Regions from separate parts of the Arabidopsis thaliana genome. Here region 2 is linked to region 1. A link is a contact called in public ChIA-PET data. All regions are on one chromosome and are shown on one strand. Each heading gives the region's core, a stretch centred on a gene start, on an enhancer-like site or on the middle of the called end of the contact. The rest is flanking DNA. Distances are from core to core; before and after follow the strand shown.

Region 1 (4,722 bases), core at 853-3,352:
TACAAAACATTCTCAGTTTCTATACGCATATGGTTCTGCAGCCTTTTCCTAGCATCTAGTTGCATCGGACTTTGTGGGTTAACCTCACATTTCGTTTATTTTGGTGTCGTTGGGTGGAGAGAGCAATACGGCGCCTCTCTATATAAACTAATACAGTAAAACTTGGAAAAATCTGCAGCACGCAATTTGCTTACATGAAAGTATATTCACTGCATAAAGTAAAAACTAAACACAAACTTATATTATTCTATTTCTTCAGAGCAGCCTGCTCATTCTTCGCCTGCTCTACCTGAAATCAGAGAAAAAACATTGGATATTTATATAGAGTACAAGTAACGTCAAGCTCCATTTCATCTACTTGCTCTCACCATGTGATGTTAAGGGTATTCAATCCCTTGCGAATCTATCAGGATCAAATGGCCGTCTTTGTGCATTCCAATTCAAGTCCCTAGATTCTTGAGATTCTGGTGCTGCATTCATTGGTGCAAAGGCTGCAACGACAGAGAGATTGTTCAAGACAGCTGAGAAACTACAGTAAAAGCAGAATACAGCACACACATATCACCCACCACATGACTCTAGCTAGATTCATGCAAGATGCTCGGCTCAATTAGCATGTCAAATATACACGGTCAAGATGGTAGACAATAAGCGACATTCATCTAAATTCATCCCTTGCGCTCTATCTTATCTATTTACCTCTCTTCAATTTGCAAACGACATGTTTTAAAGCATTTCCCCAATTTTCTGATATATTTCAGGTAATAATATGTTAAGAGTTCCTATTCAACAAAACAGAGCACATGATGATGATGCAACTTTAACTTTCCATTACACCAAATAATTTTCAAACTAATTCTGTTCATCAGTTCATGCAGTAAAATGCTGAAGAGTATATAAAAGTACCATTACACTTATGTTGGTGATGAAAACTCACCTTTATCTCTCATCCTCCTTTCTCTATCATACTCAAACTTATCCCTGATTTGACTGACTTTCTCCCAATTATCACCTTGTGTAGTTCTATTAAACCCTTGCTCCTGCTTTCATTTCCGATTCTCACAAAAATCAGACTCAAGTTTTACAGATAACACAAAACAAAATCAGGGAAAACAATGAAATTAGACAGAAGTGAACCACAACAAGATCTCAAATCTACTCACTACAAAAAACATAATAAAGTTGTTACCTTTGTTTGATCGCTGAAAGACCGCCTGTTCCTGCAATGATTAAGAAGATCAACCAATCACAAAACCACCCATCCACACCTAAATATCATTATAAGAATATAGTCAGGGATTAAACCTGTATGGATTAAAATCTTCATCGTCTTCTTCAGCGGATTCATAATTTGCATGATCACTTGCGAGTTTCTTTGAATACCCTTCATCCCAATAAAGCCTCTCCCAGTTTTCTCTAAGCTCGTTATATAGTTCCATATACTTTTTGCACCATGGCTCATGTTCCTATCATTGCAATGGTTTAACAGATTTTTTTCCAATTGAACTACAACACAGAACAATTAAACAGTGAAGATTGAAAAAACTTAAACTTTGTGAAAGGAACTGACCGATTCTTTAAGGACGAGGCGAGTGCGGCGCATGAACTGGTCACGGAGCTGCTTACGGCGTTTGTTCGGAATGTTGTCCCTGGGGATTGTGAAACGCTCACGAGGAGGGACGTGATCACCGATCTCGTGCATCTCTCCGTCTACTATCCACCACTCGGATTTCTCTTCCTTCTTCTTTAGCGGAAGAGAAGGCAACTTGTTTCGCCGTCTCGGCTGACCTGCCTCTGTTCTCGCGAGTCGAATCTGGGAAACGCCGCCGTGACGTATCGACGGCAAAATGGAGCCTACCCGTCTGACGACAAAGTTCATGGCGGTTTTCCGGCGGTTTGTAAAGAGCGTCGCAGAGTCTGAGATTAGAAGTGAAGTCGGGAAGCTAAAACGACCTATACCAGAGCTGCTTTCTAAACCAGTTATGAACCGAAATTGAACGTTACTCGGTTTTCCTAATTCTCTTGTGATTTCATGTCTGGTTACGATTTCTGGATTTGAGGTTGAGTTTAGTCATGATAGAGCCAGCCCCGGCCCAATAAATATAAAAGTATTAGGGAAAAAACTTGTGTTTTTTTGCTTTGGACTTTTCATTATGTTACAGTTTTAATTGTTTTGGGCTCTAGATTCATAATAAAAACAAAATTGGATCTTTACTGTATTTTTAAAAAATATTGGGTCTTATATGAATTGTTTTTAAAAAGGAAATGAGCCTTATACACTTGCACCTTGCCCTACCCAATTGGGCCGGGTCTGGTTAGAACTTAACGAACTTGTGTGATTTTGTAAGATTGTAGTTCAAAGATTAACTGCACTGTGATGAGACCATGTCCATTGTCCGATTACGGTTTCTAAACCGGTTATGAACCGAAATTGAATCTAACTCGGTTGTACTATTTTTTTCGCATTGTATGATGACCATGTCTGATTACGGTATTTGGATTTGGGGAGATTTTGGTCATGTTAGAGTTCAACGAGTTTGATTTTGTCAGATCGTACATAATTTTATAATTGAATTGGCAAATGGTGTGATCCAATTCAAACTTCTAGTTTCTTTCTTTCTTTCATTGACCTTTTATTGAAACTCCAAAGAGTCTGATTTCTTTCTTTCTTTCCTCGAGAAACAGTGTCATTGAAACCTTGAACTTAAGATTACTTATTCCCTTGGAGTTTCAATGAAACCTTGAACTTGCTTTTGCCTAAACAATAAGACTCTGAACTCTACTCAAAACTCTATACCAATTCTATCCACACTAAACATTTTATTAACCAACGAAGAAGAAGAAGTAACATTAAAGAACACCATGTTCTCGGCCTAGGACAAGGTGTTACACGCAAATACTGAACTTATCTCCAAACACCTCAAATCTCATGCCAGATTCACATACATGTCATCATCTGGATTAGATACAAATGATAAATTCTACTACATATTAAACTAGATATCGAAAATCTAAAAATAATGCAGATAACACAACATGCCTATTCTTCTACAATACTTAACTTTCTGGTTCTTAATCAATGTCAACAGTTGAGAGAACGCAGATAATCCATCAATAAACGGTAGTCTGAACATGTAATTAGGAGATAAACAACAACCCAAAATCTCATTATTCAGAATCAAAGTCAAAAAGAGAACAACAAAAACGATAAAGCTCACAACTCTCATCGAGCATCCAACACAGCATCAAATTCTGATTTTTCCCTAATCTTGGGAAACAAGTTGCAGAAATTTCCCAATTGAACGTTTCAACAAAACCATTAGCTCAAGTCTTCCAATTTCTACCCAGTGCTGCCATGAACAATCGATCCAAGTGTACCAAGAACCGCGAAAGCAAGCAATGGACTAACATCAAGCGTATCGAAGATAGGAGGAATGATGTTTCTGAAGAGATTCAAGTAAGGATCACAGAGATCTCTAATGGCAGACAAAGGCTGTCTTTCCCAAGGGATATTAGGGAACCAACTCAGCAAAACCCTAACCATCAATACCCCACTGTAAATGTCTAGCCACTTCTTTATCCCCACCGCAACAACCGTCAGCGGCGTGTTCAAGTATCCCGGAGGACGATCCCGGAGAGACGCGAAGAAGACAGGTCCGGCGGTACTGAGAGAGAATCGTAACCCGTCGGCGATTACGGGACTTGAAGTCTGGATTGCGAGAGAGAGTTTCTGAGCTAGGACTCTGGTTACAGCGATTGCTAAAGCCGCGAGAGTAGCGAGAGACCGAGTGGACCCGGTGAGTGTCGATGACCGAGCTGTTGACTTCTCCGTCTGGAGGATTGGTGTTGTTATCGGCGAAGCGGATGCGGAAATTCGGATGGATTTAGGGTTTTGGATTGATAGAGAAGGGAAGGGGTTAAGAGGAAAGAAGAGACGAGCTGGTGGTGGTTGATTGGTGAAGCCATGGAATCTAGGGCTTGTGGCAGATGATGGGAGATAAACAGGAGAGCGGAGAGTGAGAGCTGTAATGGCGGCCATCTCCGTTATTCCGCCTGTTGAAGATAAATGACGATAGGTTTTTGAGTCTTTCAGATATAAAACCCAAATCTGTCCAAAATTATTATTTTCGTCCTTTAATAAGAATTATATCTTTCATCCTTTTAAATCATTAATACTATTTGTAAATAAACACTAATAAGTAATAACTTTTAAATAACTAATACTATTTTTTTTTTTAAACTAATAGTAACTTTTATATAGATTTTTAGCATTTTTGTTGTTATACATAATTGTTAACTAAATTCTATATATACACAAACTAAAATTCTTATTTTTGAGAAAAATGAAATATTTGGTCAATTTCATGTTTAATATTGTCAAAATTTAAGAATTCATGCATCATTTTTTTCTTTTTCTTTCACTAGCATAATATTTACTTTGTTGTTGGTAGTAAATTAGTAATCCATGACACACAAAAAAAAAAACTCAAAACTAGTTGTTTTCATTAACCTCGACTCTTAAAGAAGAAGCTAGCAAGAATAAAGATTTATTATGAAGCCGATTATTTTGATTCACACAAAAAAAATAAGAACAAGATAAATAAATATTACAGTCTCACAAGTAGAAATTGGTATTACAAAAATCAACACAGTGGAAACAAGTGAGGACGTAAGATTGGTAAAGACCAAAGGTAAGCATCTAAGAACTTAACATTTCCACCA
Region 2 (4,722 bases), core at 1,108-3,607, 37 kb before region 1:
TCTTCGTCTTAATTGCTCTCTCCACCATAGTTAATGCTCAACAAGCTGCTACAGATTCCTGCAACTCAACTCTACCTCTCAACGACCTCACCTTCAACACCAGCCTCCTTCAATGCACCGAAGCTTGGACTCCCCAAAATTTCATCCTCCGAGTAAGTCAATTTTCCTAATTTTCAAATTTCCAACTCTGAAAATATTGAAACCGAATTTCTAATAATATTCACGCGTAGTATGCAAGAACGGCAGAGAACACATGGAGCTTTATCTTATCGGCGCCGGATTCAAGCGCTTTCATCGGGATCGGATTCTCTACCAACGGTCAGATGATCGGAAGCAGCGCGATCGTTGGTTGGATACCTTCCGACGGCGGTTCCGGGACTGTGAAACCGTACTTGCTCGGTGGGAAATCTCCCGGAGAGGTTAATCCTGACCAAGGAGATCTAACGATCGTCAACGGCTCGTTGAAGATCGAATCAGTGTCGTCGCGTCTTTACATGAGATTTCAATTGACGGCGACGCTGCCGCGGCAGAGTCTTCTTTACGCTGTGGGACCTGCCGGATTCTTCCCATCTTCGCCGGATTTTAGGTTGAGAGAGCACCGCTTCGTGACCACCACGACCATCAATTATAATACAGGTAAGCAAAACCCAGCTTGACTAATTATTTAAAGTCAATCTTGAATTAATCCATTATTTGACTGCTTAATCATTTTATATCTCCACTAGTTTGGTAAGCCTTCCAACAACATAATATTTTTCTAAGTTAATTCAAAACAAATTAAACACATGCGATGATGACGATTAGGAACTGGTTCAAGATTGTACCATTATTCTTTGTTGGAGTCATTTTCACATTATACCGACCCTGCCCAACTACTGCTACTACTACTCATATAGTTTCCAAAACACTAATTTCCAATTTTCTTATTGTATTTTTTTTGGTCAAAAAACACGATTGAATTTATTTAGCCACATTATGAGATTATGGGACTCTCTAGAAGTCTAGATGCTGTAGCTTGGAGTAGTAATTAAGTTTTAGTTGATTTTTGTACCAAATGGCAATTCAACAATATTTCGGGTAATAAAGACAAAACAAAATGATGTACAGGTCTTTTGTTTTTAATATCTCATCATTGTCTATTTTGGTTTGTTTGATTTGATGATTGTGAGATGCAGTGAAAAAACAGATTAACTTTTTCATGAGTAAAACTTAGTGTTAAAAATTTTCAAGATATGGAGGGTACAAAACTTAATAAAAGAACATGAGTTTGTATTAGAATCTAGAAATTCTTCTTGTTTCGTAGTTGCTTGGACTAATTTATGTTTTGGTTTTCCATTGATGAATGTAAAAGGTTCGCAAAGTGTGGTTAAAGTTTCACCACACTCTAAGCTAAAGAAGACACATGGGCTAATGAACATGTTCGGCTGGGGAATATTGATTATCGTTGGCGCCATAGTGGCTCGACATATGAAGCAATGGGACCCCACTTGGTTCTATGCCCATATCGCTCTCCAAACCACTGGTTTTCTCCTCGGTTTAACTGGTGTCATTTGCGGTTTGGTTCTTGAAAACCGGCTCAAGGCCAATAATGTTTCCAAGCACAAAGGCCTCGGGATAACCATACTTGTCATGGGCGTTCTTCAGGTTCGTCTTCCTAATAACACTCAAAAATTTGAAGTATATACTGCGAAGAACACCCAAGACGATTATATGTTTACATGGTTTTGTTTATTGATATTTCAGATGCTGGCATTGCTAGCTCGGCCGGATAAGCAATCGAAATACAGAAAATATTGGAATTGGTATCATCATAACATAGGAAGACTTCTGATCATACTGGCTATTTCTAACATCTTCTACGGTATTCATTTGGCTAAAGCTGGAACTAGTTGGAATGGTGGTTACGGTTTTGCGGTCGCGGTCTTGGCCTTGACGGCTATTGGATTAGAAGTTAGAAAGTTCTTGAAAAAGTAACTTTTATTTAAATGATCTCTCTTTATTGTCTTGCAACCATATTTATCTTGGTTAGGACAGTGTGATGTATTGAACATGTTATTGACTAATCATTTGAATGATATGTTTTTTTTTTTTTTTGAAGGTCTATTTGTTGATACAAGAATTAATTTGTGTATAATGTTTTTTTTTTTTTTTCACTATTTACAAAATTATAATCTGCTTCATATCCTATCAACTACGGACCTTCACGGTCTTTTGGGCCACGATAGACATTTTTACTAGTTAAATGCTTGGACTTCTATATAAGAAAGGCCCATCTCAATTAAAAAACTTAAATGCTTTAGTTTGTTTTAGCAAACTAATGGGCCAATATAAAGGCCCATATCAAAAAGAAAAAATGGTTGACGACTCGGTAATGCGTCAGAGAGATTCAGAGACATTGCAGAAATTGGAAGAAGAAGAAGAAAGAGATGTTGAGAACTCGCCTTCTCTGGTTTACGCTTGGTTTTTCCGTGACCGGAGGTTCCATTGCTCATATCGTGTGGCGTGATCTCTATGCCGAACGTTTCGCTATTTCTTCTGATGTAAATTTTCAATGTTTTAGAAATTCATCATTTGGGAAAGTTTTCATTCGAATATCCTGCAAATCGTTAACAAAATTCCAATGCTGCAGATGAAGGAGAAATTCAGTGCTCTGGAAGGTAGAGTATCAGGTTTGGAGTCTGGTGGTTATGAGAACCCGAATCCAGCTCAGGTCAGCTCTTTCTCTACCTCTCTCCCTCCATTCGTAACTATGATTTGATTGCTAGTGAGATAATCTCGTTACTCTTTTAGATAAATTAAGCTATTCATATGATCTGAGTTTTACAGAAAGCTTTTTTGTTTGGTTGGTTACATTGATATTGTTCATTGATATTTAATCAACTTAGAATTCAAGAATTTCTAGAGAGGTCAAGCAAGCGTAGTAATTTCACCACTGCCTGTATAAGCCACAGAATGTTGCCAATTTACTTAACAAGTTTTCTAAAGTTTGGTTGGACAAATTGCTTGAGAATTTCAATAACAAAAGCAGTTTCACACCTTCTGCTTACATGAAGTTACATTGGTAGTAGTAGCTCATAGTGTTATGCATCTTGAAACGATTGTTTGTTAGTGAGATGATCTCATAACTCTGGTTGATCAATCAAGCTATCCACGTGATCTGAATGTCATAGCAAGCTCTTATGTTTGGTGGGTTACTTCTCATTGTTCATTGATTTCTTCACAATTGTTTAGTCTACGGAGAATTCAAGAATTTCTAGAGGTGTTATAGTTTGCTGGTACTGCTTCTCATGAAAGAACAATTAGTTTCAGACATTGAGATTTCACCACTGCCTATATAAGCCACAAAATGTTGCCCATTAACTTGAGTTTTCTAGAGTTTGGTTGGACAAATTGCTTGAGACTTTAGAGTCTCTCTAGTTTGGTGAATTTCAATAACAAAAGCAGTTTCACACCTTCTTAAGTTACATTACTAGTGGTAGCTCATAGTGTTGTGTACCTAGAAACGATTCATTCACATTTTGATCAACTTGTTCAATCATATATTAATTCCACTCTGTTGTAGGATGAAAGGATTTCATAAAAGAAAGCATCTCACAATAGTTTCATACTCTCACACTATGTATCCTTTTTCTTACTAGGTCAACTTCTTGCTCACCATTGCTTCTTCTTGTAGGTTGAGAGTTGAAGACTCCTGCAAGTGGTACCAGCGCAAATTAATCAAAGACTTGGCTGATGTGTGAGAGAGTTACGATCTTCTCTTGGAACTTCTAAGATGCTTGGAATAATCTTCTGAATAGAAAACTTTTCGTTTTTGTAAACTGACTTACCTTTTGACTCGAGATTTCTTCTGTAAGCTACGAGCAAGACTTACATTTGTGTTACAAAACAGTCGGCTTTATTATTACAAGAAATGGTTCAGTACTTTCGTTTCATTCTAAAAAAGGGGTTGTATGAGAGAAATGCATCACGGGTGTGCATCATTAGGATATAGGCCCTTTCTAATCTCAAACCTTTCAGCTTGATACCAATTTTATACAGAGAGACTTATACCATACCAATTGAAATCTATTCACATCCTAAACAACGATACGCGACCCTACTCATGTATCAATTAACCATTTGCTAAAACATTCAGAGACTGACGGAAATTGTAAAAAGAGACTATAACTCTATGAGTCAGGGGAAACCCCTCATTCTATCAACCAGTACGAGTGGAGCTCTCTCTCTATCCCGCGATTTATTCCTTTCTTCATTGATCCCGGATTAAAGAGACTCCTTGGTCAGAACCAACCATCTATCGCCTCGATCATGACTTCCTTTGATGGGATGGGCGAGGGAGGATCGAATTTGCCAGCTCCTCATTCAACTTCACCGGAAGAGGTGGCATCTGCTTCATAACTTCTGGCATGTCATTCAAGCTGCAATCCATTCAATCAGCAAAGCACGTTAAGATTTGAGTTGATACACTATAATAGCTCGAAAACTTTGTTGGAAAAGAATGGCATTTCCCAAAGTGAGTCAATGACATCGAAATGATCTATAGATATATGGGAAAATGTATTACTCGTTCAAGATTGCAAGGATATTGTCTCGAGCTTTGCACAAGATATTGACATTCTCATGTAGCTGCAATGGGAAAGAATCTTTCATAAGTACACAATTGGATAGAACTAACGTAAACTTAAGCTGATATAGTACAAAATCAATCATAAAACCACTGGA

What was found. ChIA-PET counts read pairs in DNA pulled down with a chosen protein or histone mark.
Region 2: an H3K4me3 ChIA-PET map of shoot shows a contact between it and region 1, with 10 read pairs. The contact joins the promoter of AT3G07568 here to the promoter of AT3G07440 in region 1. A contact is called at or near these places in 3 of 26 Hi-C or Micro-C datasets (callus, leaf and root) and 1 of 2 datasets of contacts at active chromatin or transcription factors (shoot).

The regions. Positions count from the first base shown.
Region 1 is chr3:2,378,568-2,383,289 of TAIR10.1, reverse strand. AT3G07440 reads right to left here and starts at 2,102. Exons shown (of 6, transcript NM_111623.4): 1 at 1,571-2,102; 2 at 1,306-1,466; 3 at 1,190-1,220; 4 at 938-1,040; 5 at 369-491; 6 at 1-289. The coding sequence starts at 1,879. The coding sequence ends at 388. It overlaps YLMG1-1 (YGGT family protein), which reads right to left and starts at 4,162. Exons shown (of 1, transcript NM_111622.3): 1 at 2,861-4,162. The coding sequence starts at 4,039. The coding sequence ends at 3,341. It overlaps AT3G07425, which reads right to left. Exons shown (of 1, transcript NM_202518.2): 1 at 4,485-4,722. The coding sequence ends at 4,644.
Region 2 is chr3:2,415,457-2,420,178 of TAIR10.1, reverse strand. It overlaps AT3G07568 (fanconi anemia group D2 protein), which reads left to right and starts at 2,357. Exons shown (of 3, transcript NM_180204.2): 1 at 2,357-2,540; 2 at 2,630-2,710; 3 at 3,674-3,936. The coding sequence starts at 2,427. The coding sequence ends at 3,685. It overlaps AT3G07570 (Cytochrome b561/ferric reductase transmembrane with DOMON related domain-containing protein), which reads left to right. Exons shown (of 4, transcript NM_111636.3): 1 at 1-152; 2 at 231-636; 3 at 1,352-1,644; 4 at 1,744-2,130. The coding sequence ends at 1,974. It overlaps AT3G02015 (a long non-coding RNA gene), which reads right to left and starts at 3,694. Exons shown (of 1, transcript NR_140879.1): 1 at 3,442-3,694. It overlaps AT3G07565 (histone H2A deubiquitinase (DUF3755)), which reads right to left. Exons shown (of 7, transcript NM_111635.4): 6 at 4,565-4,626; 7 at 3,895-4,418. The coding sequence ends at 4,307.